Linked DNA regions of Mus musculus: regions 1, 2, 3, 5, 6 and 7 are each linked to region 4. The links are chromatin contacts, called in public HiCAR-type and promoter capture Hi-C maps. All regions are on one chromosome and are shown on one strand. The core of a region is the stretch at or near the end of the contact, and the rest is flanking DNA. Distances in the headings are between cores, read along the strand shown. Region 1 holds the start of Wdr6 (WD repeat domain 6). Region 2 holds the start of Lamb2 (laminin, beta 2). Region 3 holds the start of Klhdc8b (kelch domain containing 8B). Region 4 holds the start of Smarcc1 (SWI/SNF related, matrix associated, actin dependent regulator of chromatin, subfamily c, member 1). Region 5 holds the start of Qrich1 (glutamine-rich 1). Region 6 holds the start of P4htm (prolyl 4-hydroxylase, transmembrane (endoplasmic reticulum)). Region 7 holds the start of Impdh2 (inosine monophosphate dehydrogenase 2).

Region 1 (3,866 bases), core at 407-2,906, 1.6 Mb after region 4:
TGGCTCAGTCCTCCCAGTTGCAAGGAGACTTTACATGATATTCCTGCTTCTATCAGCTTACTTTCCCCAGCCAGATCTTTGGTTTAAGGTCACAAACTTACCTAAGTGCACCTGCGATCTTGGCCACACAAGGAGAGTGACTCTGTGGGGAAGAGGGCTGGAGATGTCTTAGCTATCCTAGCCTGACCCTGTGGGCCCTGGGTATCCTGCCCACAAGTGGGAATGTTGGGGATCTACTCAGCAGCCTCCCCCTGCCTTACAGCTACATGACAGTGCTGTTTTATTTGAACAATGTCACCGGTGGGGGTGAGACCGTCTTCCCTGTGGCAGACAACAGGACCTATGATGAAATGGTAAGGGCCAGTGAGCTGTTATTACTCTTGGGCTGGTAGGGCCTTGGGCAAGTGTGTACACACCCTTCCAGAGCTGGGACGAGGGCACATCTGCCTGTTTTCCCTCCAGCCAACCTTGGCTGCCTGGTCCTGCAATGGCAGGCAGTCCACAAACAGCCTCACCTTGTTGCCTACAGAGTCTGATTCAGGATGATGTCGATCTCCGGGACACTCGAAGGCACTGTGACAAGGGCAACCTTCGTGTCAAGCCCCAGCAAGGAACTGCAGTCTTTTGGTACAACTACCTTCCTGATGGGCAAGGTGAGGGCTTTACTCATGGCCAGGTCTTGGGCTTCTCTGAGGGAACTCATCTCTCCCTCCTGCTCTCCTGGAGGACTGTTCCTGTCTTCCATAGCCAGGGATTTCAAAGCACAGTAGCACTAGTACAGTATCTTCGGTTATCTCCGCCCACCGTCCTTGCGCACCAGCCTTCCTGCTGTCTGGGGCAGGGAAACTTCTCTCCACAACCCAGGCTGGGAAGAGCTATAGCCAAGCTCAGAAGCAAGGAAGCTTGGTTAATTTTAAGGGCCAGTATGTTGACCATGCCTTAGTGGGTGAGACGCCAAGTCCTTCCATGGGGATTAGATGTGTGCACAGCTCAGGCTGAGCCAATCTAGGGTTTTCCCCTCCCTAACTTGTCCTTTGTTCATGTCACCTTCTTACCCCAGGCTGGGTGGGTGAAGTGGACGACTACTCGTTGCATGGGGGCTGCCTGGTCACCCGCGGCACCAAGTGGATCGCTAACAACTGGATCAATGTGGACCCTAGCCGGGCACGGCAAGCCTTGTTCCAGCAGGAGATGGCTCGTCTGGCTCGGGAAGGTGGCATGGACTCACAACCCGAGTGGGCCTTGGACCGAGCCTACAGTGATGCCCGTGTGGAGCTCTGACGCAAGGCCCTGATGCGAATCACCCGCTGCCCAACGTCAAAGACCCTGCAGGTCCTCTGTCCTACTGCAGACTGAAGTTCTGGCCGACCTCTTGCCCTAGCCCTCCCTGCCTGCAGCCGCGATCAAAGGCGCAGTTCCTACATTCACGTTATTTATTGGTGTACAGCCTCCATGCTGCTCCGTTAAATAAAACTACAGGGCTTCCAGCCAGGGGCCGGCGAGCTAAGCGCCCGCTTGGGGGAGGGGAGGCCCACCGCCCCTCCCGGCTAGTCTCATGTGTGTGTGTGTGGGGGGGTGACTCTGATCCGGCCAATCAGGAGCGGGATCGCGTGGGGGACAGGGTCGTCATTGGACGTCCGCAGCCCAGCGCCAGGGCTTTGCTACCTGTAGCTAAGGGCTTCGGAGCTCTGCAGCGCGGCTCTCCAGACGGCTGGTTCTCGCGAGAACGCAGCTCTCTTCTTGTCCGTGGCAGCCACAGCAGCTCCAGGAACGTCATGGACGCTTTCGGGGACTATGTCTGGCCGCGGGCGACTTCCGAGCTCATACTCCTCCCGGTTACGGGTCTGGAGTGTGTTGGGGACAGGCTGCTGGCGGGTGAGGCTTGGTCGGCTCTAGTCGTGCTAGCGGGCGAAGAACTAGCCTCTCCCTGGGTGGTCGCACCGGACAAAGGGATGCCCTGGGGAGGAGGATGGGCAGCGGGCTGGGGACTGGCGAGGGGTGGGAGTGGGGGGAATAAGGCAGGTTCGGAGGTGGCGGGAAACACAGGCCGGCGGAGGAGGGCGGGGCTCGAGAGACAGTGGCAGCTCTTCATAAATTGCAGCCAGCTTGGAAAGGGTGGACAGAGACGCTTGAAGGTGTGGGGGACGCAGTCGTTCCATGTTGGGGGAGGGACGTTGCACCCTCAGGTGAACGCAAATGATCAAAACCCCTGGAGAGGAAGAAAAAAAAAAAAAGGGCAGCCTCAGGGGGTGTGGCGGGAGTGTGGCTTCTGGAGAGGGTTGAAGCTCCGCCCCCAAAGATGAGGGGGCCAAAAAATTGCTTTCTGAGTAGAGCAGTATCCAGAGAGGCTGGGGCTTAGGTTCCTCTGGAGAACCAACTGGGGGGTCTGAGCCAACTGGGTTAGTAATCACATGTCTCAGTGTCTGGTGGTAAAGGTCTGAGATGGCTCTGAGGTGCCAAGTGTCCTGGAAGCAGTAGGGCCTGATGCGAAGCCATCCTTTGGTGATGGTGGTGTTGGGTTTTACAAGGACCCTTGGCACTGACAATTAGGCCTTGGGTCAGCCATTATTAGCCTCAGCAGGGCTGCGTGTTTGTCTTGTGGTGAGGGTATATTCTAGAGTTGATGTGTGTGTGTGCGTGTGCGTGCGTGTGTGTGCAAGTGCAAACATTGGGTTGCTCCAGTGAGCTAAACTCTCTGGAGGTGGGACCGGCAAACTTCAGGAAATGAAATCCGTAGAATTTTGAAGAAAGAGACATTAAGAGAGGAGTAAGGTAATGAGGAATCCTGACGAGTCCGAGGAGGAGGAGATCGTGGGAAACAAACGGCTGCAAGATGACCAAAAGGGAGCTGAGAGTCCCATTCTAGAAAACGTCTGTGGGTTCTATACACATGTATGGGGGTGTAAGAGATTCCCCGGGAAGTATGTGGATTTGTATAGAGGGAGGCCCTGGACAAGCCCCTCTTGAGCACAAGTTAGGAATGTTCCTAACTCAGAAGACGCTAGCTTTGATTCTGCTGTGTTAAATGCTGTCCAGGTTCTTAATACCTGCACCTCATCTCTCCTCCCAAGCCTTGTTGCTTTTAAGTCTCAGTCGCATACAAAGGACGATCTCACAGCTGTCCAGGGGTGGGGCCAGAATGCAAGCCTCACCCCTGCCTGCCAAAGTGTGGGCAGCTTCAGCACGCATGCACACACACAAACACACACACACACACACACACACACACACACACAAAACCACATACCTACCCACCCCATCGCCTCTGTTGAGCCTCAGGGATTAGACTGATGAAGGATGCTGATGGCTAAAGGGTGCAAAGGTCGACACAGCCTTTTCCCTAAGGGAGGGAGAATCTGGAAAATGCATGCAGAGGCAGGTGGAGCTGAGAGTTTGGGCTAGAGCAGAGCAAGGGCTTTCCATCTGAAGTGTAAGGATGGTGTGCACCAGAGGAAATCCTAGTGACTGTCATTAAGGGTGATGGATAGCCAGGCATGACAGCATACTGCCACAGTCCCAGCAGATTCGAGGTTGAGGCAAGAGGATCTTGAATTCAAGGCCAACCTGGGCTCTCTGAGAGAACCTTACCACAAAAACGAGTGACTGACAGGAGTGTGCCTTTGCAGTTGAGGTCCGGCTGAAGTGGAGGCACGGGTTTGGTAGGATGCTGTGTCCTGGTATATTCTGAGTCTGTATGCTAAGGAGTGGCCTGCTCCACTCATGCGTCCTAGGATCAGGTGCGTGCGTGCGTGTGTGGTGCTGATGTGGCTCTTTACCTCTGTCTAGGCGAGGGGCCTGATTTACTGGTGTACAACTTGGACCTTGGTGGGCATCTCCGAATGGTGAAGAGAGTCCAGAACCTGCTT
Region 2 (3,804 bases), core at 76-2,575, 1.7 Mb after region 4:
AGTCCAGCCTAGGTTACGGAGAGCTCTGCTTAGTCATGATCACTGCTGAGCATCTCAGACACATGGGAAAGACTAGGAAAGCCAGACCATGATCAGACCAGGGAGGACAGCCACCTCTGACAGGCAGGTTAAAATACCACGAGACCCAGAGAGACTGTATCTGACTTAGCCTAGGAATGGGGCACAAGAGAGCATGTGCAGAGGTGTTCAACTATGGAAGCCATGCAGGACGTGACCATGCTTCACACATAGAGCACAACACAGGAGCTCAGGGAAGCTTCGTTGTAGAGCTAGGACTCTGTTAGGGGGTACTGAGAAGCAAAGCAAAATCAGGCGGGTTCGCTGACGCGCAGGCACCTTGAACGTCATAATGAGGTGGGTGAAATGAAACTCAGCTTCCAGGTCCAGTTGGATGGTGACCATTGGAACCCCTGCAGCAGGAATAGGGGGTCAAGGTTCTGCGGTTACTGGTTACAAGCCCTAGTCATCCTGATGACCTACTCAGGGGCTCACCGTTCTCCGATTGCCACCAGGCTGTCCGGCGTTGTGGCGCAAAGCTGGTGACTACATTCTGGATCCGATGACTATTTGGGTTGTCTCGAGCAGAGAAGGGACGTCGGGAGTCACACAGGAAACACTTCTTTTCGTCCTGGATTGGGTGGAGTGTAGGATAGGTACCTTAGCTGGGGCCGACCCCACCCTGACCCAGCCCTCTCCTCTGGGGCCCCAGAAGCACCTGCAGGTGACTGACAATACAGTAGGGTTGAGGGCTATGCAAGCCACACGTGGATGAGGCCGTCAGTCTGTCCGCACGGCCCACCAACAGGTCACCGGTGGCTGGATAGCAGCTTCCTCGAGAACAGCCAGGTACATCCAAGGACGGGGCCTGGGCCAATGTGGCAGCCAGCACTGAGGACAGTGGGTCAATCAGCTCAGCAGGACTCCTGGTGACTAGCCCCATCCCTTGGGCCCCTGGGAACAGCCTGCCACCCCTGGACCTACCATCACATCCCACAACCTTAGGCCTCACCAGGCCCCCTCACCACTTAGAAGTAGGCCCAAGCGAAGTTCCCATGGCAAAGGCTGTCCCTGCCTGCCCCTCCCTGGTTCTCCTGAGGCCCACTCCATCCTGAAGAAAAGTAAAATAGAGATAAAGAGAGATAAAGAGTCCACAGACGAAAGCCCACCACCTCCCTTGGGGCTGATGCTGACCCGACCGTGTGGGTACTGGGCTGGTGTCCCTCCAGGCCCTCAATCTGTCCAGGGTCGGACCTAGCAGTCACTCCTCCACAATCTGAGAGACTCTGACGACTTTGAGTAAAGTTGGAAAGCAAGGGAAGGAAGTAAAACACGGAGTGGATCTAAAATAGGATTATAACTGAGGATAGCACCCCACCCCCTACCATACCCCTGCCCGCTGCAGACAACCCTCATCCTAAGAACCAGACTTTGGTTACTTCATCCACTTTCTTTTTAAGCTGAAGTTTATTTAGCAGATGTGTACTTAGCAAAGAAGCAGCTTAGTTCGAGGAACTAAAAGGGAGCATCCAAAAAGAAATTAGAGTAGGCTGCTCAAAGACAGAGCATCCTGGTCCACATATCTTCATCGGATCCCTTAAGTCCCGATGTGAACCAGGGGTTGCTGGCAAGCATGGCATTCAGGGGACAGGAAGAGGGCTCGTGGAGTTGGCGGGTGGCAGAGGTAAATCGAGAGGTTTGTGATCTTTGTGTATCAGGAAGGCAGATGGAAGGAGCTTATGGCCTTTGTCCTGGTGTCACTATGGAAACCACAAATCAGCCGCGGGGCTCCCAGGGTTACAGCATCAGTCGGGAGATGGATGGGAAAGGTGCAAGCTAGAATTCTATTGTACCTGTGGAAAGGTTTAGGACGCCCCAAAGGATAGACTAGGACTGAGCTCTCGGAGATACTGGAAAGGCCACGCACTACTGCCTGAAACAGAACTCCGAGGAACTCGACCGTCCATAAGCACTCCAGCAAATGGGTTGCGAGAAAGGTTGCCTGTTTCCTGATTAAAATGGGCTGTGGCTACTCAGTTACCCAGAGGATGGGTTCTGGGTGACAGACTCTGGACCACCAGCAACAAGTGAATCCGAATCTTGTGACTATTTATCCACGCCGGACTTTCCAGTCGCCTGGCAGCCCGGGAGCGGAGGGTTGGAATGCGCGCACCCACTAGGCGCGCGCCCCACCCAGACCCCTGGGACTTCAGGCGGGAAGAGGGTGGGTTCAGGTCCGTACGGCTTGCTTTGAGTGCCACCGCTATGAACAGACTGCTGGAGATCAAGCAAAGATTACTGGAAGCTGCAGGCGCCTGTGGGAAAGCTGAAAGTTCAGAGGAAACTTTCCGCCTCACAAAGGAGGATGGGGGCGGGGCAGTCAATCCGCTGATTTTCCCTGTCACTAGAGTAGACTCTCCTGTCACCTAGAGGAGTCCTGTGAGCAATCTAGGGAAGCTCTGGTATGCTAGAGGTGATAGGTCAGAATTTTAGATCACTCGATAAAGGGGCAGGATGGGGCTAAGGGCATTAGAGGGAGTTACATGATAGTTCTAGTCTCAAGGTTAGACGGCCAATGAGGGACATCATAGAGTCATATTTATTTATTTATTTATTTAGAGACAGGGTTATTTATTTATTTATTTATTTATTTATTTCGAGACAGGGTTTCTTTGTATAGCCCTGGCTGTCCTGGAACTCACTTTGTAGACCAGGCTGGCCTTGAACTCAGAAATCTGCCTGCCTCTGCCTCCCCAGTGTTGGGATTAAAGGCGTGCGCCACCATGCCCAGCTGTCCGTTTTGTTTTTTATTTCTGAGACAGAATCTCCTGTTTCTAGGGCTAACCTTGAACTCACCCCTCCTGGTTCTTCTTTAGTAAGAGATGTGTGTGCCCCGACATGTGCATGATATTCAGGGGATGAAGGCTTGGGATTCATGGATGCCAGGCACACTGTAGCACTTGAGCTGCGTGCCCAGGCAACTGTGAAACACTCGCCAGCTTACTAGCGTTCCCCTGGAAAGTCTGTTCAGCCCTGTGAGTACGCCTCAATAGCATCAAGACCACCCACCTCTGCCTTCCACTCTGAACAGACATACATACACAAGTCAACATGTAGCCACAAAGACACACTGGATGATCCGAATGGCTATTTGCAGGGCAGCCATATCCCAGAGCCTTAGTGCATAAAACAATGTTTTCCAGACCTGGATGTCTGTGAAGCTTGCTGTGGCCTGGATATCCTGGAGTTGGTGAGGCAGGGTCAGATGTGGACTCTGTCTTCCTGCATCCCCAAGTCTAAGCTATAGTTTCCTGGGGCTCCCTGTATGGCTCAGTAACATTGTGCCCATTCCTGATAAATGCTCCAAATTTATGACTGCTATGTCCAGGTTATAGGATATAATCTGTGGGAGGCATTTAGAGAACCCTATGCAATAGACAGGGTTCAAGGGAAAGGACGGATTCCCACAGAGCACAGAAGCACAGGCTGAAAAGTTACTACAAACAAGATGGGAGATAGACTGAAGAATGTGTGTCTCAGCTCCTGCTAACCCTCACTCAGCCTGCCCCTTGGAGAGAGTCCTCACAAGGTAACATCTCTCACAGTATCCCACATTTCCATCCACTACTCCGGTTCTGTCAGGGGTTTCCAGGGGATGTGGGTCCAGCATCAGCATCCTATTGACCCATCCCTCTTCAGCTCCCACCCACACAAGATAAATAAATAAAATGTTGAAGTGGAAACTTAAGGGTTCTTTGGAAAGTTGGTTGGATGGTGTTTGGCTGG
Region 3 (4,001 bases), core at 226-2,725, 1.7 Mb after region 4:
GAACATGGGGTACATACCAGAGCCCCAAGTGAGGAGCAGCCTGAGGATGGGAGACTTGGCACTGAGTGGTAGAGAAGGGCCCTTTAGAGTCTGTGCAGTTTGAGGCCAGTCTTTGCGCCATCATTTCTAGACATGCCCTTCACTTCAAACTGACAACCACTGAGAGAGCTATAGGCTCTATTTAGTCATAAAGAAGGGTTCATCCACATTTTGGACAGTCAGAATTTTGGGCATGCAAAGGCATTAGTACTGTATGATCCCTGGGGATGTGAAGGTGGGTTTCTTAGGTCCCCTTGTTCTTGGGAGCAGTAACAATATAAGACCCATGTTTCTAGTCACCTCCCAGAATCCCCAGGTTGCAGTTACCCACGGTGGTAACTGATGGTACCTCCTTTATTGGCTGCTTTCCTTGGTCTTCTTGCTACTTCTCTGCGGGTGCTTCCTGGCTTCACCTCCTACACTAACCACACACACTTGTGTCACTGCCTCAAGATCTGCGTTGGGAAAATTAAGCTAAACACTGTACACAAAAGGGTCGGAATCAATGAGCAGACACAGACAAGTGCAGGAGCTGTTCACACAAGCTTTCCAACTGGAAGCTTCGGCTGATCAGAATGCTCACAAGATAGGCTGAGCCAAAGTGTGAATCAGAGGTAGGTGGATGCAGCTGGTCTTTGCTACTTTGTGGGTTTTTTTCCCACCCTTCATCCCCCAGTTTCAACCCCTATCACTAGATAGGAGAGAAAGAAGGATAGAGGGGAGAGATAAATAGAGGTCCTTGAATCTAATTTCTTTTGACAACTAACAAACTGCAACTAGTCCCCTCCCCACTGATGGCCAACAACCACCCATCCACCCCCCAGGGCTCTCAAACTTATATCCTCTGAGAAGTACCCAGAATTCCAAACATAACACAATCACAGAAACTATGTGCAGCTGGCAAAACCCTGCTTTTGCTAGAACACAGGCAAATCGTAGTCAGCTGCTGGGAAGCAGCCCCGTATCTCCACACCTGGCATTAAAACAAAAACATATTCCTATACGATTTCTCTGATGTTAAAAGAAATCAAAATTTCAGAATTCTCACTCCAGGGGAGTCTTTGTCACACCAGTTTGCTATCACATGACCACGGAGTTGGCTAGAGATGAGCTCTGTACCCTGAAGATGAACAGTCACCCAACCTCTGAGTAGTAGCCCCAGAGTAGCATTAGGCAGAGAGACTCCTGGCATCTGGCTGATTGTGCACATCCACTGCTCGGATCGAAGCAAAAATAACCTACTTTTCTATAAAGAAGGTCTAGATAGGCCCCAAGGCTAGTACAGTCTGCCCCTCCACCCTACAAGCTGCTAGTCTCCATATACACTAAGGGATCTTTTCTGTGTCCTGCTTTGTGTCATGGTTAGGACAGCTCGGCTGGGCTCCCCAACCAGAGGCCCAGGCTACAGCCCTAGTGGCCTCTAGGGGGCGCCGCTGGGAAGCTTGTGGTTTGGCACCTCCAAGCTCAGTTGTGATGGGCGGACTCCGACCCCTAAAGGCCCCAGGTTCCACTGGCTAGCCCCTGGCTGATTGTACCCAGAGTGGATCCGACTCACAACGACACCCGCCTCCGATCCCACCATACCGGTGTTGTGTTGCTCGCCGCTGCCTCATTTCTATCATCGCCCCAGGTAGAGCCCTAAATCCTGGCCGGCCGGATGTCCATATGCCTGTCTGTTCATTTTGGGTGACCGTGGGTCGGTGCGCCCTACTCCTGCCGTGGCATGTGCAGAGTTAAGGCGGGAGGAGGTTTCCCCGAATCTGGGGAGGGGGGAGCGAGGGGCGGACCCGGTCCAGCCCCGCCCCACGCCGGAGCGGTGCGGGAGCCCCACCAGAGCCCAGCTTCAGCCCTAGCCGGAGCCAGCGGAGGCGGAGGCGGAACAGCGGACCCCGTGCCCTGGCGACATTTGAGATCCAGCAGGTGAGTCCCGCGGGAACCTCGCGCAGGGGAAGTTTGGGGCATGAAGGATAGAACCTTAATTAAACCCACTAGCCAGACCCGCCCCCCACTCTCCTTTGAGTTGGAAGTTTGGGGCCAGGAGGCCGTCCCTGTTAAATCCCGGGACTGAGAGTGGAGACCCCCAGCATACACATAGAGACATAGACACAGAGAGATACACACACAGCAAAAGGGGAGGCTAAGGAATGTGCTCTTGGGTGGGGGGTGTCAGGAATCCAGCCGTTTATTCCTACAGGAAAAGCCCTGGACTCAGGGACCTTCTAATCCTGTGCTCAAGAGATTCTCTACACCAGCCTTTTAAAACCTCCTCAGCAGGGAATCTGCTGGCATCGCCACACCCATAAAGGATGGACTTCAAAGGGAGTGTGGAATCCTGGAGTCTAGCCCCTTTGGGTCTCGCATATGAGACTGGCCTTTTGCTGATATAAATGGTTATACCTTGTAGAAGATCCTTCTTGTAAGGACTACAGGATGAGGGACCCTGATGGCTGGACCCAGGTTGTTGAAGGCACACTAGATGCCAGTGTGTAGAGGATGCAGAACTCTCTTGGAGCACTGAGATAAGACTTGTTGGGACAGGAAGCACGCTAGGATGGAGATTTGGGCTCTATCTTCCCTTCCACTCTAAATTGATCAAGTTACTATTTGCTAGTTCTTAAGGTTGGGGAGGGAAGAATCCCTCATGTTCCCACAAGAACCGAGAACGCCTTCTGGGTACCTGGAATCTATTCTTCCCACTATAGAAGGACCTTCACCAGTAGAGTGTTAGTCAAAGGTGTGGGTCTTTCTGCACGAGTGGTTTTGGGCCTGGCCTGCCTTCAGCTACATGTTGTTCATCTGTTTCTTGACAGTGGCCCTGACCCTTTGTTTTCTGCCTCCCCTCCAGGTCAAGGCAAGATCCCTTGGACTGGGCAGACACACCCATCCAGCCCTGACAGAATCAAGATGAGGCCTTATCATGTCCCCCCAGTGAGGCCCACAGCCTGAGCAGATACTATGGCCTACCACGGGCAGTGAGCGAGTACCATGGCTGCAGGAGGTGGTCGGGCCTTTGCTTGGCAGGTGTTCCCCCCAATGCCGACTTGCCGGGTATATGGTACAGTGGCACACCAGGACGGACACCTGCTGGTGTTGGGGGGCTGTGGCCGGGCTGGGTTACCTCTGGATACTGCTGAGACTCTGGACATGGGCTCACACACATGGCTAGCACTAGCACCCCTGCCCACTGCCCGGGCTGGTGCCGCTGCTGTGGTTCTGGGTAAGCAGGTGCTAGTGGTAGGCGGCGTGGACGAAGTCCAAAGCCCAGTAGCTGCTGTGGAGGCCTTCTTGGCTGACGAAGGCCGCTGGGAGCGCCGGGCTACCCTCCCTCAAGCGGCCATGGGTGTTGCGACTGTGGAGAGAGGTGAGTGGCTTAGAACATCCCTCAGTTGCCCCAAGCTTCCTTTTTTTTTCTCTTGCCGGAGAGTCCATTATCACAGAGGCTGGATAAGTGCCGCCTTGGACATGGCTTTGCCTCCTTTCTCTTACCTAGGCTTGCCGCAGTTTACTGTTAATTGCCTTTTCTGGGCTGTGAGGTGGGGGGTCAGAGCCCAGAAGGTCCCCCAGAAAAATGGGAGACCCCAGCCACTACCCTGTCCTGTTCTTTGTAACTAAGAGGCAGTGGGGGGTGTGGCCTAATGACTCTCTCATAGTTATAAATAGTATGGAGGGGGAGGGGAGCAAGGCCTTGGCTCTGAGCCCAGCAAGTGCTTAAGTGCTTAGTGCCCCCCCCCCCACTACCCCTAGCACACACCAGGGATCCTGATGTGGACAAAGGCCAAGCCGACCTGGAGATGGTTGCCATGGAAGCCCCCAGCTGCCAGGCAATATCACCCAACGGCCTGTGGATGTGCCCCTAGCTGACTCTGAGCACCTAACAGCTCTATCGAAGCAGCACGGTGTAGAGGTGCTGACAGGGTGCCAGAGGCTGAAAGCTGTGGCCAGCGCCTCTATCCCACAGGTCC
Region 4 (3,741 bases), core at 626-3,125:
AAGGATGGCCTTGAACTTCACACCTCTCAAAAGACTGCAGCAGAGAGCCACCAATGCCTGGTTTTGGTGGCTCTCTGCTGGGTGCTGGGGTTCAAACTCTAGACCTAACCCATGCTAAACAAACACTCTACAAACTGATTTAAATCCCCAGGTCCTAGTTTAACTTTTCATTCATTCAACAAACACTAAACAACTATTATGCAAGGTGAGACAGTTAAATGTCAACTATGAGCCAGGACATGGAGATGCATTTTCAGGCTTGTAAATCTCAACACCCACTCTGGGTCCGCAATGGGGTAACCACTACTACTTAATTTAAGAGTAGAGGAAGTGTTTTGGATGTTTCATCATATCAACTAAGGGATTCATTTTTCAACATTTATATAAAGGTGAAATTTTACTAGAGGTATTATTGGGGCCAGTGAGGTGGAAACACATGGGTAAAAGCACTTGTCACAAGCATCAAGATCTAAATTCAAGCCGGGTGGCCCATGCCTTTGATCCCAGCACTTGGGAGGCAGAGGCAGGCTGATTTCTGAGTTCGAGGCCAGCCTGGTCTACAAAGTGAGTTCCAGGACAGCCAGGGCTATACAGAGAAACCCTGTCTCTGAAAAAAAAAAAAGTATCTAAGTTCAATTCCTGGACCAGTATGGTGTTCGAGGAGAATTGATTTGCTTAAGTGGACATGAAAACAGGAGTTGTGTGTACCCCTCCAAAGTAAATAGTTGTAATTCTTTTTAAAGTGTCAACAAAGGGTTAATTCACGACTTTTGTAAAACAACTGACTCAGCAGAATTTGCATTCTAAAGTACGGGAAACACACTTTTCCCAAAAAAATTAACATTGCAAAAAATATATATATGATAAAAACTAAGCTCTCGCCAGGTGTGGTGGCGCATGCCTTTAATCCCAGCACTTGGGAGGCAGAGGCAGGAGGATTTCTGAGTTCGAGGCCAGCCTGGTCTACAAAGTGAGTTCCAGGACAGCCAGGGCTACGAAAAACAAAACAAACAAACAAAAAAACCTAACTCTCGCTTGTACTCACATCCTTACACACCACCTAAAGTACAATGAAGTGGAAAACCAACACTTTTAATAGTTCTATATCAATTGTACAATACAAGGTTTAAACCTACATGAATCCACAAGGCCAGTCATCCAAGGTCCCCTACTAATCCACATAGGGTAGCAAGCCCTTAGTTACCTAGACGCTCAACAACTGGTCTCTAAACAAAACTTCAAGATACTTTTATTAGGATGGGCTCTTTGTTCACACACCTAAGGCAGCTAACAAAAGAACAGAAACACACGCTCTGCGACTCTGTCCAGTTCCACCTCTCCTGCACATAAGAGAGAGTGAGATGGGGCTTCCCACGCGAGTACGTGGGCCCCAGAGAGCCAGCAGCTGGGGCCAGGTCGCCGCGTGCCTAGTCGCCCGCGGGGGCGTGGCAAGCGCCGAGCCGGCCTTTGTTGTCCCTCGTGGCGCGCGGAGGGGGGGGGGGAGGGGCGGCCCCAGACATGCGAAGCGGGCAGCCACCATCAGCCCCCGTCGCGTGGCTCCTCGGTCCCCACGGGCGCGCGCGAACCCACCTTCTTGTAGTGCTTGCCCAGCCAGACTCGCACCGAATCTAGCTGGGACACCGTGTCCGGGCTCTCCCAAAACTTGCTGGCCGGGCCCCCGTCCTTCCTCCGGTACACGGCCAGCCCGGAGGCCGCCGCCGCACCCCCTGCACCCACGGCGCCTGCTGCTGCTCCCGGACCGCCACCCGCTGTCGCGGCCATAGTCACCGTCCGTCGTGTCTACCGCCCGGCCTAGCCTGGCCCTCGCGGCGTTTCCCGTTCGCACCCGCGCGCGCGCGCGCAGATGCCACCTCCTCCTCCTCCTCCTAGCCCCGCCCAGCCAACCCTCTTCCGGCGCCGAGGCGCGGCCACGCCCCTTCTGGACCCTAAAGCTGCAACGAACAGGCACTGAGAGCGGGCGTACGCATGCGCAGCACGCCGGTAGTCCCCTACGGACTGAGGCTGCCCGCCTTTTCCTCTGGTCTCTCGGAACTGAGCCTCAGCCTCTGCTGTTGGTAGACACTACGAATGACTCTTCCGGGCCCCGTTTGTCTATTCGTTAGGCGGTCAACAATCTCAAGGAGGTTCTGTATCTCTACTAGAAAAAGCGGTCTAGGGTGTGCAGTGCGAGCCGAGCCCCACCCCACCCCACCCCCCCGCGTACCCGCCCCCGAGCGCTAGTAAGCAATTCCTGCTAGTCCCGGAGGCCGCGTCGGTTTGGGGACCTGCATTAAAGACCTAGTCTTTCTTGGGGCTTCATTAATGTTTCTCGAACCACATCAGATGGTTTCTGCTTAGTCGGCCTAGCTCCAGCTACTTCTGCGACCTGGACATTATCTTCCTTTGTGATTCGCACTCTCTCAAATTCATCACTTTAAAAGTATTCCAGAAAACCAGTCCCTGAGTGAACAAGTGATCACAATTACCCAACGGTTTTTTTTGTAGCTCTCTCTTCAACCTGGTGTTTTTATCATCCGCGTTGGGAACTGGACGCTTTATCTACATTTGAAGGCTATATGAAGGCTGAAAGTTTACATTGTAAACAATGTATTGGCTGTATTGGAAACGTGAACATGATATGTTCACGAAGCTCCAAGTGAGGAGGTGTGATGAGTTTATAGACCTTAAAAAAAAATGGAGATAGCCTAGAAGATGTAGTGTGCACGCCTTTAATCCCATAAGGTAGAAGCAGGAGGTTTTCTGAGTTCCAGGCCTGCCTGATGTACATAGAGCTTGAAAGCCAGGACAACCAGGGCTACAGGAAACCCTCCCTGCCTGAACAAACAAAAGAGACTAGTTGTCTCAGGTTATGTATTTGGCTCAGTTCTTAAAAAGCTTGGCAACCTGAGTTGGAACCCCAGAATTCTCATAAAAGTAGAAGGTGAAATTCTTCACGAAGTTACACCCTGACTGTGTACTGTGGCACACATACATCACCCATACCTAATTCTGGGTGGTAGTAATCCTAGCACTCAGGAGGTCGCTGACTTTTAGGCCAGCTTGTTACCATAGTGAGTTCCAAGACTACATACAGAGACCCTGTCTCAACAACAAAATGGAGCAGGGCAGTGAAATGGCTCAGCGGGTAATGCCAATAGTGACGACCTAAATTCAATTCTGGAACTGGAACAATGGAAGGAGAGAACCAACCAACTAACTTGTCCTCTGACTTCTACAGGCAGCCTGGAATGACATGCTTGTCATGGCACATTCACACCCACAGACATAAGCAACATAAAGTAAATGCATAAATGTAATTTAAAAGTTCTTTTAAAGCCGGGCGTGGTGGCACATGCCTTTAATCCCCAGCACTCCAGAGGCAGAGGCAGGCCAATTTCTGAGTTCGAGGCCAGCCTGGTCTACAGAGTGAGTTCCAGGACAGCCAGGGCTATATAGAGAAACCCTGTCTCGAAAAAAAAAAAAACAAAAAACTTTTAAGGACCTGGAGAGATGGCTTAATGGTTAAGAGCACTGACTGCTCTTCTGAAGGTCCTGGTTTCAAATCCCAGCAGCCACAAGGAGGCTCACAACCACCCTTAATGAGATCTGACGCCCTCTTCTGATGTGTCTGAAGACAGACAGCTACAGTGTATTTACATTTAATAATAAATATTTTTTAAGTTCTTTTAAAAAGAAAAATGGCAGGAGGCAGAGGCCGGCAGATTTCTGAATTCCAGGCCA
Region 5 (4,254 bases), core at 1,662-4,161, 1.6 Mb after region 4:
TGCAACAAACCAATCCAGAATTTCTAAAACGCTGTCTCAAAGAGAAAAAGCAGCAGCTTTCTAACACATCTCATCAACCTAGAATTAAGCCTTAGTGAGTGCAAGAACCATTTCTTCCCCCCTTTGAAGAAAGCAAAAATTTACTTTTTCTTCATGCAACCACATCAGTTTAAAGACAAATCACAACCCTGAGCCAGAGTAGTTTAGTGGTAAAGTGCATGCTTCCCATGTGCAAGACACTTACGTTCAATCCTCTGCACCAAACAACAAACAAACCAACCTGATAAAAACAGAAATCACAATACACCGTTACAGGGAAAACAGTGAAGCTAGAGGGGGACTCACACCTGGAACTAAACACAAGAGTGCAAAGGAAAAAGCAGGTGTTCACATAACACCTCAGCCTGAGGCCAACTCAGAAATATTCACAGAAAAAGCATGGCCATTTAAAAAGCACAGAGGTAAGAACTAGGCACACCAGCACAAACCACTACTGAAAGCATGCAGGCTTAGAGAAAAACAGCCTCGATTTTGAAGTTGCTATAAAAAAGAACAGCCACACCCAAAGTCCCTAACTGGGTTTTGATTGTGTTGTTTTTGTTTTTTCAGGTAACTCAAATTCACAACAAAATTCAACCATTCCTTAAGTCTTTCTTTGAGACATCAATATAAGCTTTTGTAAAATGATGTGAACTGTGTAAGATCTTGGAGAAGTATAACACCTTATCCCAGAAAACTAGAAGTTACCTAACAGGTAAATACTAGTTGATGGAAACATTGGTTTAAAAAAAAGAAAAGAAAAAAAAAGTAAACTAGAATAAGCAAGCTTAAATGGTACAAAAAGTTCACAGACACATCCTCAACAAAGAGGACAGTTTTTTTTTGTTGTTGTTGTTGTTGTATTCTGTTTGTTTTGGAAAACCATTTAGGTTCTTAGCTGATGCTTTGCAATGTTAATCATGAATATTCCACTGACTTCGATTTTAGGGACTGTTGTCCAATGAACAAACTAATACCGTTTCCCTCATCAGCAGTTTCCTAGTAGGTAGCAGCTTCTAGCAGACAACACCAAGAAAGAATGACAAGATTTGTAAAGTTTCAGTATTACCAAGGGGTTGGGGGGTAACGGACTGCACACATACTTCCAGCGTATGAATGATTTTTAACTCACCAGTCACCATGTTGCATGTATGTCTGCTGCTTGTCCTGAGTTCTTAAGACTTCTAACATTCTGAAGAAGATAGAACAAAGAAGTTCCTTCCATCCTCAGCCTCTTTTTAAGTTTTAACTTTGTTCTTAAAAAAATACAGTATATTAAAAAAAAGTCATTACTATCAAAGTTTGGTTGCTACTAAAAGGAATAAAAATCCTTTTAGCTTGCTTTTCCTCAGGCTTAATGTAACAAAATTGTAAAAATAAACTAGCAGATGTTTTGTCTTAGAAAAAAAGAGCTGTGTATTTCTCCATCACAAACCTAGAATTTCCTAGATAGAAGATCACAGCACTGAAACAAAATGTGGAAAGAAAAAAAAAAGCTGAGAAGAACTTCAGTTACATAGTTTTTATAGTGACAGGCAGATTTTAGAAATTTTTGCTGGACATTTTAGAAATTACAAAGAAAAAAACCGGCAAAGCATTGATCAAGTTAATCAAGGTTAAGAAACAGCCCTTATCAAGAACAGAAAGGCAAGCCCCTCCCACCCACGCGGAGGTGGAAAAAAAAAAGGGGGGGGGGAGGCTGCATTTAAGTGAGGATTTAAAGCGGAATTTTAGAGCTCCGAGAGTTTGATACCATATACAGAGGAGGATCTCTTTCCGGAGCGCACAGAGGTGACGTGTATCAACTGCGCTTATGGAAGAATCGGTTCTAATGGAAGAAAAGCGGGGCCTGGTAATGGTAACCTTCTCTCCTCAGCACAAAGCACCAGTACAAGGTGAGGAAACCCATGGGGACCCAATGCCCTCTCCGGCCAGCAGGACTCGGTTTCCCAAGCAGAGCAGCACCCTCCCCAAGCACCCACCCAGTCCTTGGGCCTCGCTTAAGTAACAGCATTCTTCAGTTAGTACGAGCACTCCTGTCCGCCTCCCGGAGGAGCGGAGCCGCAAGCCAGACCGCAAAGCCGCTATGTTTCTCCGCAGACCTAGGCCACCGCTGCCCCGGACGTCACGAGGACAAGGGCCCAACCCTCAACCTTCCCCAGTCGGCAGGTCGGTCGTCCGCCAGGCCGCTCGCCCGCCCGCCCGTCTGCCCTCCTCTTGGAAGGGGCGTCCGGCGCGCACTCCGGACAGCGTGAGCGACCAACAGCAGGGCGCGCGCCGCAAAACCGGGGGGTCGCGGGGTGGCGCGCGCCCCGGAAGCCGTTCTAGCCCACGGGCCACAGCTGAGAGCCAACGGGGACGCGCACGTCGGGCGGCTACGCGCAACGAGAGGACCGCACAGCGCGCACGATAACGCACGCGCGCGCGCAGAAAAATGAGAAAAAAAAAAAAAAGAAAAAAAAAAGCCACGCTCGTGCGCGCGCGCCTCCGCGCGCCCCCGTGCGCCGCGCCCACCCGCCCCTCAGGCCCGCCCCTCCCCCACCCGTGGGGCGGAGGCTCGCGAGCCGAGGGACGTTCTCCGCTCTGAAGCCGCCCTGAGGTCGCCTGGGCCCAGCGGCAGCGGCCCGCCCGCCCCCGCCCGCCCGCCGTTGTGTAGGGTGGGCCTGCCGCCTTCGAGCCAGAGCCTTGCTGCGTCCCCGCCCTCACCAGAGCCCTCACCCGGCGACGTCACCGCCGCCGCTGCCTCCGTTCTACCCGCCGGCCCCGCTTCACCGCCCGGGGCCTCGGTTCTGCCGTCGCCGCTCCGAGACCGACAGGATTTTCTCCTCACAGCTCCCTGGGCGCCATCTTACATTCAGCCCTCACGGCCAATGGGAGCCGAAGGCCCTTCTCGCGAGAACCGGAGCGTCGGATCCCGCGAGAGCTGCCTGCCAGGCTTAAAGGGAACGCTGCAGCCACAGAGGGAACCGGTTGGAGTGGAGAGCGTACCCCTCGTTGTGGGAAGGAGCGCCACGCCCATGGGCACCCCTCCATGCGGGGCGGGGCTTAGGCCCGGGGTTCAGCATCCAGGGGTATTTTGCCCCTGCCCTGGGTCTGAAAGCATGCTTTTTGAAGCCACCTACGGTGTCCCGCTAGCGCCTCCTCTAGTTGCACAGTTCCACGCGAGGCGGGGCCGGGCCTAGCTCGGCCTCGTGGTTAAGGTGGCCCCCTTTCAAACCCCTGAACTGGGCGCAGCTTTAACCATTGTGCCGCGCCTGGGAAGCGCTCGGGGCGTTAGTGCACGGGAGAAAACAGCTTCAGGAACCCCCAGCACCACCTCTCATCTGAGATCGCTTTGCCACAGTCAGGTCCACCTTAAAGCAGGCCTTGGGTAGCCTAGTGTTTGTATACAGGGAAAATGTGGAAGGCTTTAAAGCTGCAGGCACTCACCTACAGCCTCACCAGAAGCTCCCAGCAACCCAGGGGGCCCTCAGTCTGGGGCAAACCTTAGTGCCTTCTGCACTTGTTCCTGTCCTAGCAAACTCTAATCTTCAAATTCTTCAGAAGTCAATTTCTGAGACGGGGTCCAATCCAAGGGCCAGCATAGCCAGGAATCTCATCTCAGCACCGTATAGACATCCAGGGAGTTTGCTGGGGTCCCCAAACTGGAAAGGCCACAACAGCATTCATGATTTATCTCACTATGCTTAAATAGTTGACAGGGCTTTTTTCTAAATGATCACACGGGGGGTCATGTGTCTCTTGATCTCTAGCCACAAAGACACAAACCTAGATCCCTCCATAGGACTGGTGACTGTGCAACAGCATCTCTGGGGTTCTCAGGTTTATCATAGTAAGTGCTGAGCTAATTCCAGCCATGCACCTGCCTTTGAGAACCAAGTGCAGTAGTGACTTTGTGGCTGGCTCTTTTCTGGGGAAGTGCATTCTTCCAGAAGACATATGAGACCCACCACTGCCAGCTAACAAACTATTTCTCCAGGGTCCTCAGATATTAGAAAGGCAGACAACAGAGAGACGCCAGAGGGATTTAGTTATTCTTTATTGAAACGGAGTGTGGAGTGCTGAAGGGCACCCCCAGCCTCCAGGATGAGGTAGGGCCACATGTATTCAGTTCATATTTTGCCTGGGTCTTCTTTTAGTGTGACAGTTCGGTTGAAGACAATCTGAAAGGCAGTAGAAGAAAAATGACCAACAACCCCGAACCGGGCTTCTTAC
Region 6 (4,024 bases), core at 345-2,844, 1.5 Mb after region 4:
AGGAAGAAAAGAAAGAAAGAAGAGAAAGAAAGCAAGCATGAATTTACTGGGAATCAGATATAAAATTAATAATACATTGTGAAAAATTACTGTTTTAAAAAAAAATGCCTTGGCCGCTGCTTTATAATCTGAGTTTTATTTTCTTCAGAGGTGTCCTGATTAGGGGAAAGCCTTCCACCCTCCCTCTTCCCATCCAGGAGCTAAGGCAAGCGTCACAAACAGCACCTGCTTCATTTTGAGGGACACTGGGTGGAGCCCAACCTGGGCACCCTGGGCAGCCTCTCACCAAAGTCTGACTTGCAGGATTCCCTCAGTGGTCCAGTCTGACTGCCGAAGGACCTTCAAGAATATCTTGAATATCTTGGTGCATACCTAGTAACTCCAGCATTTTAAAATATATATATTCAGACACTCCAGAAGAGGGTATCAGATCTCATTACTGATGGTTGTGAGCCACCATGTGGTTGCTGGGATTTGAACTCAGGACCTTCGGAAGAGCAATCAGTACTCTTAACCACTGAGCCATCTCTCCAGCCCTAACTTCAGCATCTGAGAGGTGGAGGCAGGAGAATAAATTTATCCTCTGCTCCTTTCAAGTTTGATGAGCAAGCCTGAACTATATGAGACCCTGTCTGGGTTGGTTTTTGTTTTGGGGTGTTTTTTTTGTTTTTTTGTTTTTGGTTTTTTTTTTGGTTTGGTTTGGTTTTTTGTTTGTGTGTATTGTTTAAAAACAATTTAATAATAAGCCGGGTGTAGTGGTGCATGCCTTTAATCCCAGCACTCGGGAGGCAAGAGGCAGGGGGATTTCTGAGTTTGAGGCCAGCCTGGTCTACAAAGTGAGTTCCAGGACAGCCAGGGCTACATAGGGAAACCTTGTCTCGAAAAAACAAAACAAAACAAAACAAACAAACAAACAAAAAACAACAAGAAAAAAATTTTAATAAAAGCAAAAACGGAAGCTGGAGAGAGGCTCTTTAGCTAAGATCCATCTTGGAGAACACACCGGTTCTAGTCCCAGCACCAACATAGAGACTTAAAAACGTCTGTAAGTCTCTCCAGCTCCAACGCCCCTTCTGTCCTCATATACAGACATGCATGGAGTGCACATACCCATAAACAAACCACCCCATAGACATAAAATGTTTTAGTTAAATAAATCGAACTCGTGGGAACTGCTCTATAATCTCATCATCCAGTGTGCAGTCATTGGCCTCAGCATCCCACTATGTCGTATGTCCCATTTCTATCACTCTCTGACTCCCTTCTCCCAAGAGTGAGAAAATGCCCACTACACTTTCTGGGGCCGGGGGGGGGGGGGGGGGGCGTCTTCTCCCGGGAACCAAGAAACTACTAGTTGCAATGGTGTCTGTCCTAACGGTGCTCCGCTGATGTGCCTCCATGTTTGTGGATGGCCTTCTGCACTGGAGTATATACAGCTCCATAAACGACCAGCCGGGTGTGAGCGAGGTCCCAGGATCTCAGTATGGACCGATGGGTGCGGCTCCGTGTAGGCACAGCATCCCGGAGCACCGTCTCCTAGTGACCGCCGGGCGCGCTGACTCTGCCGTCCGGGTCCCAGCGACTGCGCAACGCGAGCACCCCCGCGGCCCCTCCCCTGGGCGCGCGCGCGACCTGGGCGCCATGGCGGCAGCGGTGGCGACCGTGCAGCGGCCTGAGGCTGAGACAGTCGAGGAGGCCTCAAATCTTCAGTGGCCGCTACCACCGGAGCATCGCCCTTCCGGGGCAGCGACCAGACCAGGCGATAGTGAAGACGCCCCGGTGCGGCCACTGTGCAAGCCGCGGGGCATCTGTTCCCGTGCCTACTTCTTGGTGCTGATGGTGTTCGTGCACCTGTACTTGGGCAACGTGCTGGCCCTGCTGCTCTTCGTGCACTACAGCAACGGAGACGAGAGCACAGACCCCGGACCCCAGCGCCGCGAGCAGAGCCCCCAGCCAGTGCCAACCTTGGGTCCCCTCACCCGGCTGGAGGGCATCAAGGTAAGAACATCCCCTCCTCTCCCGCCCCGAGCGGAGCTTCAAGCACTGCCAAGCCGAGCCAGAAGGAACCGTGGCTCAGCTCTGGGCCACCACGGTGCCCCACGCATCACTGTGTGCGGGTCACGCGCGCGCCTACTTACTTTGCTACTGTCGCTCCCTGACACGGGACTTTTTCTTGAGCAGTGCGGCCTGGCACACCAGCTGCCTGCTGTGTATTTTTCCTTTAGGTGGGATATGAGCGGAAAGTCCAGGTGGTCGCGGGCAGGGATCACTTCATCCGAACCCTCAGCCTCAAGCCGCTGCTTTTTGGTAAGTCTGCAGGACACTTCTGGGAAGGGCCGGGGAGGCTGCAGTGTCCACCCCAAGGCTTCTTTTGACCGTGTGTTTACTATTTTGAACATGGCTGCTTCGTAGATGCGCTCTCTGAATCCAGTTTACTAAAATAGAGCTTCCTTTTCCGTAACCGGACAGAGAGGTTCGTTTTCCACACTTCCCTCAGCGGACCCTTCCATCATAGGCTGGGCAGCACGACCCTGAGACAAATGTTCCAACTGTTTATTGAAGTTATCTTTGGGCAGTCTGTGCTACGAATCTATCACCTTCCAGATCAGGGCAGGGTGAGAGACTGATAACCAGGTGCCAGCTGACCCGGGGGCCTCTGGGGAGATCACATTCCCAAAGCTAATCCTGTGGTCTGATGAGAATCAGGCCGTCCATATTGGAATGAACTGACAACCCTCAAAGCCAGCGGCCCCCCCCCCCCCAGAGGGGCACCATTCAAAGGCCCAACTTCTTGCTTCCAGTATTCAAGATTCTTAGGACTCCTGTCTTTCACCCTTCATGGGCAGAGCCTATTAGGGTGACCCATTTTAGCCACATCACACACAGCTCCTGTTTTCTGAGTTCTTAGTAGATGATAGGCTTCAAACACCTAACCATGGTGTTGTGGAGACCCCCCCAAGTCCTCCAAAGACTATCAATGTCAACATGGGGAGGGCACTATGTCCACAGACCTTGCCTGGGTTAAATTTCTGCAACCCTAGCTGGGCAGTGGTGGCACCTGCCTTTAATCCCAGCACTTCGGAGGCAGAGGCGAGTAGATCTCTGAGTTCATGGCCAGCCTGATCTACAGAGCAAGTTTCAGGACAGCCAAGACTACACAGAGAAAAACCTGTATCAAAACAACAATGACAGCAAACAAACAAAACAAAACAAAAACAATCTATACATGGCCTTGGTGGTGTGAATCAGCAGACCCAGGGCTGCCTTTGGCTGCTAAGGAATGGAGTTTGTAGAGAGCATTAAGAGATCTCTGGATGGACCATGTAGAGACTGCCATATCCAGGGATCCACCCCATAATCAGCATCCAAACGCTGACACCATTGCATACACTAGCAAGATTTTATTGAAAGGACCCAGATGTAGCTGTCTCTTGTGAGACTATGCCGGGGCCTAGCAAACACAGAAGTGGATGCTCACAGTCAGCTAATGGATGGATCATAGGGTTCCCAATGGAGGAGCTAGAGAAAGTAGCCAAGGAGCTAAAGGGATCTGCAACCCTATAGGTGGAACAACATTATGAACTAACCAGTACCCCGGAGCTCTTGACTCTAGCTGCATATATATCAAAAGATGGCCTAGTCGGCCATCACTGGAAAGAGAGGCCCATTGGACTTGCAAACTTTATATGCCCCAGTACAGGGGAACACCAGGGCCAAAAAGGGGGAGTGGGTGGGCAGGGGAGTGGGGGTGGGTGGATATGGGGGACTTTTGGTATAGCATTGGAAATGTAAATGAGTTAAATACCTAATAAAAAATGGAAAAAAAAAAAAAAAGAGATCTCTGAGGAGATGGCTGAGCAGATAAAGGTGCTACAACACCTGACCCACATGGTAGAAAGCAAGGACCCAGTCCCACAAGTTGTCCTCTGCCCTGCTTACCAGGCTCCCACACTGCCCCGATTCTGGAAGGCGACAGATTAGTAGCAGATACTGGCCAAAGATAACCTCAGCAAGTGCTCTTCAC
Region 7 (4,240 bases), core at 1,015-3,514, 1.6 Mb after region 4:
TACATGACCAGAGCCGCCCCTCCTGAGAGGCAGCCAGTAGTTATGGAGAACACAGCAGCAGGAGCAGCCTCTCTAGAGAGGACCACACAAGAGCATGGCGAAGAAAGGAAGCACAAACGTTACAGACATGTAGACAGCAGAGGCACAGCAGGAAGAAGGGATGGATGCAGGGATCACATGAAGTAGTAAGAAACATAGCTGAGCATTTTCCTTGGACAGGAAATGAGACTGTCAGCAGTGTCATAGAAGTAAAAAGAAACTGCATGCTTCCTCCAGTCTGGGCTTAGACCTTAGTTTCTCCTCAGCCAGTGGCACCCACCTCTTCCAAGAACCGGTCATGCTCTTCCTCCTTGAGGAAATCAATGTCCCTTGAGGAGATGATGCCCACCAATCGACTCCCCATCCGGCCTGTATCTGTGATGGGGATACCACAGAAGCCATGCCTGGCTTTGGCCTCAAAAACATCGCGTACACGATCCTTGGGGCTAAGGACCACGGGGTCAGTGATGAATCCCTGTTCGTATTTCTGGAAGGAATGGTGAGAAGGTCACTGTATCTTTGATATCACTGTCATCAGGCCCCTGTTCTAAAGGATGAGGTCCATGCCTAAGTGTCCTGTATAGCAGAGCCACGGAAACAAATGAAATGAAATGCTCAAACATGGACATAGGGGGTCTGGAAGCACCGTGCGTGCTCTAGCTAAGAAATGGGGTCTTGGGTCTTCCTCCTCAGTAGCTGAAGCTCACAGCAGGAGAAAGGACGCTTAGCAAAACAAACCCTCCACTTCCACCCCACGCCTCTAATTCCCAGCAACTCTTGGCCATGATGCTTGGCCTTCTAACCTTCACTTTCCGAACTTCATTGGCCTGGAATTCAGGTGTGCAGTTGTGGTGGATGAAACCAATACCTCCTGTAAGCTACAAGACGAACACACAAGTAAGTGATAAAACAGAAACACAATCTTTGGCTATAAGATGGCACCCATGGCGCTCAAGCCTTACCGCCATCGCGATGGCCATTCCAGCCTCTGTGACAGTGTCCATGGGTGAGGAAACCAATGGGGTCTTTAGTGTAATCTTCTTAGTTAGAGCAGACGTCAAGTCCTGAGGAGAAAAAGGACCAGCAAAGGAAAATACAGCTTATTCCTCAGGGTCCATCCCAGGAGCCCTGGGTGAGCTGCCATGTTCACCACAAAGCCTAGCCTGGTGCAGTAAGCTCACAGTAACGAACAGCAGCATCTTACCCCTCCTAGATATTTACCAATCCAGTTCCTAGAGTGGGTACAGGGGCACATGCCTACTGTAATAACAGTACCCACTCAGAAACAAGACTGAGCGTTGACACTAATAATTAGGGTCAACAAAACCACTTCTGGAACAGCCAAAGTAATGTAGGCAGGCTGTCTCAAAAACAAAATAGAGCCAGGCAGAAGTAGCGCACGCCTTTAATCCCAGCACTTGGGAGGCAGAGGCAGGCGGATTTCTGAGTTCAAGGCCAGCCTGGTCTACAGAGTGAGTTCCAGGACAGCCAGGGCTATACAGAGAAACCCTGTCTCAGAAAAAAAAAAAAAAAAAAAAGGAACCCCCCAAACCAAAAATCCAGTGCCTTATTACTCACCACCTGATCTGCAGTGAAGTCGATATACCCAGGAAGAATGAGAAAATCACTGTAGGAGGGAAATAAGCAGGTCTCTCAGGCTTGTGACACCAAGAAACTTCAACTCCATATATCATCCCATAAAACTCTTGAGCAGGGAGTTGTACCAGCAAGTGTGACACAGGCAAAATGTCACTGGGTGGATGCCACCGAGGTGTCATTAGTGCACGCTAACATATTCCACATATCCAGAGAACTGTGTCTCACGACTCAAGTATTAAATACTATTGAAATCACCCTCTAAACCCCTGCCCCTGCTTCACATATGTCGAAGTTAGTCTTCGGCGATAAGGAATTCCCGGATTCTGTTCCCCATCCGCTCCCACCAGTTTCAATGAAGCCCTCCCTCATCCGGCCTTCTCGCCAGCGTGCGGCCCCTCGCCTCGCCCCGATGGGTGCCCTAGACCCGCACTTGTAGGTGAGGCCGTCCCCGCAGTTGAAGAGCTGCTGCGCTGTGAGCCCGTCGTCCGGCACGTAAGAGGTGCCTCCGCTAATCAGGTAGTCCGCCATGACCACGGAGGAAGACAGACGCGTGGCTCCGAGAACCGCGCCGCTCCGAGGACCGCGCCGCAGAGGCCTCTGCCGTCCGGACCGCGCCAATATAAACTAGATTATTCCGTCACACGTTGCGTGCGTCGATGACGCCAGGCGTAGGGCGTGCGTACTGAGGGCCACGCCCCGTATAGAGGCGGAGCTGGCAGAGCTGGGTAACCACGTGCTTATCGAGCTCACAGGCCCAAGGCCAAAGGCCTGTTTCCTGTCCCACCCCTCCCCGCATCCCACCACAGCAGGATCCAGGCCCATTCAATTAAGTTTTGTTTCCACTCCCCCGCCCCCGCAGAGCTCCTCCCCCAAATAAAGACACGTTCTCCAGTAGCTTGTTGAAAAGACGTGCTTGTCATTCTTAATAAACAACTAGAATAAGAATACATAAGAGAAAGAGTGGTATCTTTATATGATACACAAGTGTATGTTACAAGAATTCCATCAGGCACAGGAGCCTCATTTTTAAGGCCTCAATGTTAGGCCAAAAAAAAAAAAAAGCGCATGGTAAAGTTTTTACTTTAACTTTTATGTCACTTGTCATAAAGAAGGGTGTAATAGAAATTGTCTGGATAAAAATCATAATTGAAGTTCCCCTTATTCTTCTTCCATCAAGATGTTAAGTTTATGTCTGAGCATTACAAAAAAAAAAAACAAAAAACAAAAAACAAATGTGGCTCTGAGTGGTCAGTAAAGTTTGCCGATTCCGAGTGACAGGCTGATGCATCAGCAGCTCCATCTTCCCTGAGGAAGGGAAGGGTCTGTATCTCTCCATACAGTCCAAGTTCCTTTCCCCACGCCCCAGACAAAAGAAAAAAAGAGAAAAGAAAAAGCCAACCACTTCCTAGGACACCAGGTTCTCAGAAAACCCAGATCCCTATGAACCAGGGGTCTGCCCATTTTATGAAGATGCAAAGAGGGCAATATCGTCTTTTACATTTTGAACAGAAGTAGCCTGAAAAGCATCATAACTACAAATTAAAAAAAAATGTGGAGGCCTCTCCTTTAGTGTGAAAGTCTGTCTGGTTTTTCCTGGATCTTTTTTCCTATAGCTGAGGCACCTCAGTGCATGGTGGTTGCATTGGCCACGGCAATGGCTTCTTGGATTTCTCGTATAACCAGGATCCGGGTCAGCATCTGTCCCATCTGTTCTCTGCTGATAGGCTGGACTGAGTACCAGATTGGGCTGTTGGGAGCTACAACTGGCTCAGGTGTCAGGTAAAAGGTGTCATTTCGGCCTTTCACACTCTGAGGGCTGAAGAAGAATTTCAGTAAGTAATAGCATAATTCTAACCCTTCCTGTTTGAGCCTCCCAAACAATTTCAGGTTGAACTACTTAAATCTATCTATATCCCATTGGCAGCAGATAAGCATCTAGAAGACCTAGCTCCAGCTGTTTACCCACATTGTTTTTAACTCAGCAGCAAAGGCCAATAACCACCTTCTCTGGGCTCAGTACCTCTTCAGTACTCAGTACCTCTTCAGTACTCAGCGTGCTCCAACAGTCTCACAGCCATTCCCTCATCCACTCAAAATTTAAGGAACATGTGTCAGCTTTATATTAGGTACAGATGTTAATTAAGTGGGCAGGGTTCCTGACATGTTATAAAAATATGTAAGAACTGATACTAGGTAAGAGCGACAGAGGAAATAGCTGAGGACAAAGGTAGGCGATCTAAATATGCTTTATTGGAGCTGCTAGTAATGTCCAGAAAAGGGAAAACTCTTGGATGTAAAGTATGGTTATGGGCTTTTCAAGCAGCAGACATGAAATAGCAATGCAAGTGCATTGGGAAATTGTTCATCACTTATAGAAGAGTGACGAACTCACTGAAGGTTTTATTCTAATGAAAGTACAAAGACCCATAGCCACAAAAGCTGTTCTGACATTGATAGGAAGAGGATGTACCAACCTGCTATGACAAGAATACAATCAGAAACCTAAAGGAACCCCAACACCCCTATGCTGATGGCACCAGCAATAAACTTTGAGCCAGTGACAATGTCCACCGTGTGATTTTAAAAGAAAAAAGCTGCTCTT

The links. Promoter capture Hi-C pulls out the DNA fragments that hold promoters and counts their contacts. HiCAR-type assays count read pairs that join an accessible place to other places.
Region 1: a contact with region 4 is called in a promoter capture Hi-C map of pre-B cells, with 6 times the contacts expected there. The contact joins the promoter of Wdr6 here to the promoter of Smarcc1 in region 4. A contact is called at or near these places in 3 of 39 promoter capture datasets (embryonic stem cells, liver and pre-B cells), 1 of 484 Hi-C or Micro-C datasets (B cells) and 2 of 115 datasets of contacts at active chromatin or transcription factors (astrocytes and large pre-B cells).
Region 2: a contact with region 4 is called in a HiCAR-type map of astrocytes, with 4 times the contacts expected there. The contact joins the promoter of Lamb2 here to the promoter of Smarcc1 in region 4. A contact is called at or near these places in 3 of 39 promoter capture datasets (the C10 cell line, cranial neural crest and liver) and 1 of 115 datasets of contacts at active chromatin or transcription factors (astrocytes).
Region 3: a promoter capture Hi-C map of cranial neural crest shows a contact between it and region 4. The contact joins the promoter of Klhdc8b here to the promoter of Smarcc1 in region 4. A contact is called at or near these places in 2 of 39 promoter capture datasets (cranial neural crest and second pharyngeal arch cranial neural crest) and 1 of 115 datasets of contacts at active chromatin or transcription factors (astrocytes).
Region 5: a contact with region 4 is called in a promoter capture Hi-C map of second pharyngeal arch cranial neural crest. The contact joins the promoter of Qrich1 here to the promoter of Smarcc1 in region 4. A contact is called at or near these places in 6 of 39 promoter capture datasets (cranial neural crest, embryonic stem cells, maxillary cranial neural crest and 3 more) and 3 of 115 datasets of contacts at active chromatin or transcription factors (astrocytes, embryonic forebrain and large pre-B cells).
Region 6: a promoter capture Hi-C map of cranial neural crest shows a contact between it and region 4. The contact joins the promoter of P4htm here to the promoter of Smarcc1 in region 4. A contact is called at or near these places in 2 of 39 promoter capture datasets (cranial neural crest and liver) and 1 of 115 datasets of contacts at active chromatin or transcription factors (astrocytes).
Region 7: a contact with region 4 is called in a HiCAR-type map of astrocytes, with 4 times the contacts expected there. The contact joins the promoter of Impdh2 here to the promoter of Smarcc1 in region 4. A contact is called at or near these places in 4 of 39 promoter capture datasets (the C10 cell line, cranial neural crest, embryonic stem cells and 1 more), 1 of 484 Hi-C or Micro-C datasets (B cells) and 1 of 115 datasets of contacts at active chromatin or transcription factors (astrocytes).

The regions. Positions count from the first base shown.
Region 1 is chr9:108,576,503-108,580,368 of GRCm38.p6, reverse strand. It overlaps Wdr6 (WD repeat domain 6), which reads left to right and starts at 1,656. Exons shown (of 6, transcript NM_031392.3): 1 at 1,656-1,875; 2 at 3,787-3,866. The coding sequence starts at 1,776. P4htm (prolyl 4-hydroxylase, transmembrane (endoplasmic reticulum)) reads left to right here. Exons shown (of 9, transcript NM_028944.4): 7 at 263-353; 8 at 530-653; 9 at 1,061-1,507. The coding sequence ends at 1,281.
Region 2 is chr9:108,477,383-108,481,186 of GRCm38.p6, reverse strand. It overlaps Lamb2 (laminin, beta 2), which reads right to left and starts at 1,325. Exons shown (of 33, transcript NM_008483.3): 1 at 1,213-1,325; 2 at 1,044-1,129; 3 at 737-909; 4 at 514-649; 5 at 358-431. The coding sequence starts at 1,128.
Region 3 is chr9:108,450,275-108,454,275 of GRCm38.p6, reverse strand. Klhdc8b (kelch domain containing 8B) reads left to right here and starts at 1,475. Exons shown (of 6, transcript NM_001359428.1): 1 at 1,475-1,959; 2 at 2,885-3,400. The coding sequence starts at 3,025. It also overlaps a transcript of Ccdc71 not described here.
Region 4 is chr9:110,130,158-110,133,898 of GRCm38.p6, reverse strand. It overlaps Smarcc1 (SWI/SNF related, matrix associated, actin dependent regulator of chromatin, subfamily c, member 1), which reads right to left and starts at 1,875. Exons shown (of 28, transcript NM_009211.2): 1 at 1,591-1,875. The coding sequence starts at 1,782.
Region 5 is chr9:108,515,744-108,519,997 of GRCm38.p6, reverse strand. Qrich1 (glutamine-rich 1) reads right to left here and starts at 2,911. Exons shown (of 10, transcript NM_175143.5): 1 at 2,758-2,911. Qars (glutaminyl-tRNA synthetase) reads right to left here. Exons shown (of 24, transcript NM_133794.2): 24 at 4,057-4,202. The coding sequence ends at 4,152.
Region 6 is chr9:108,595,182-108,599,205 of GRCm38.p6, reverse strand. P4htm (prolyl 4-hydroxylase, transmembrane (endoplasmic reticulum)) reads left to right here and starts at 1,594. Exons shown (of 9, transcript NM_028944.4): 1 at 1,594-1,998; 2 at 2,226-2,307. The coding sequence starts at 1,642.
Region 7 is chr9:108,558,460-108,562,699 of GRCm38.p6, reverse strand. It overlaps Impdh2 (inosine monophosphate dehydrogenase 2), which reads right to left and starts at 2,264. Exons shown (of 14, transcript NM_011830.5): 1 at 2,069-2,264; 2 at 1,618-1,666; 3 at 1,002-1,103; 4 at 843-917; 5 at 320-526. The coding sequence starts at 2,166. Qrich1 (glutamine-rich 1) reads right to left here. Exons shown (of 10, transcript NM_175143.5): 10 at 2,533-3,454. The coding sequence ends at 3,262.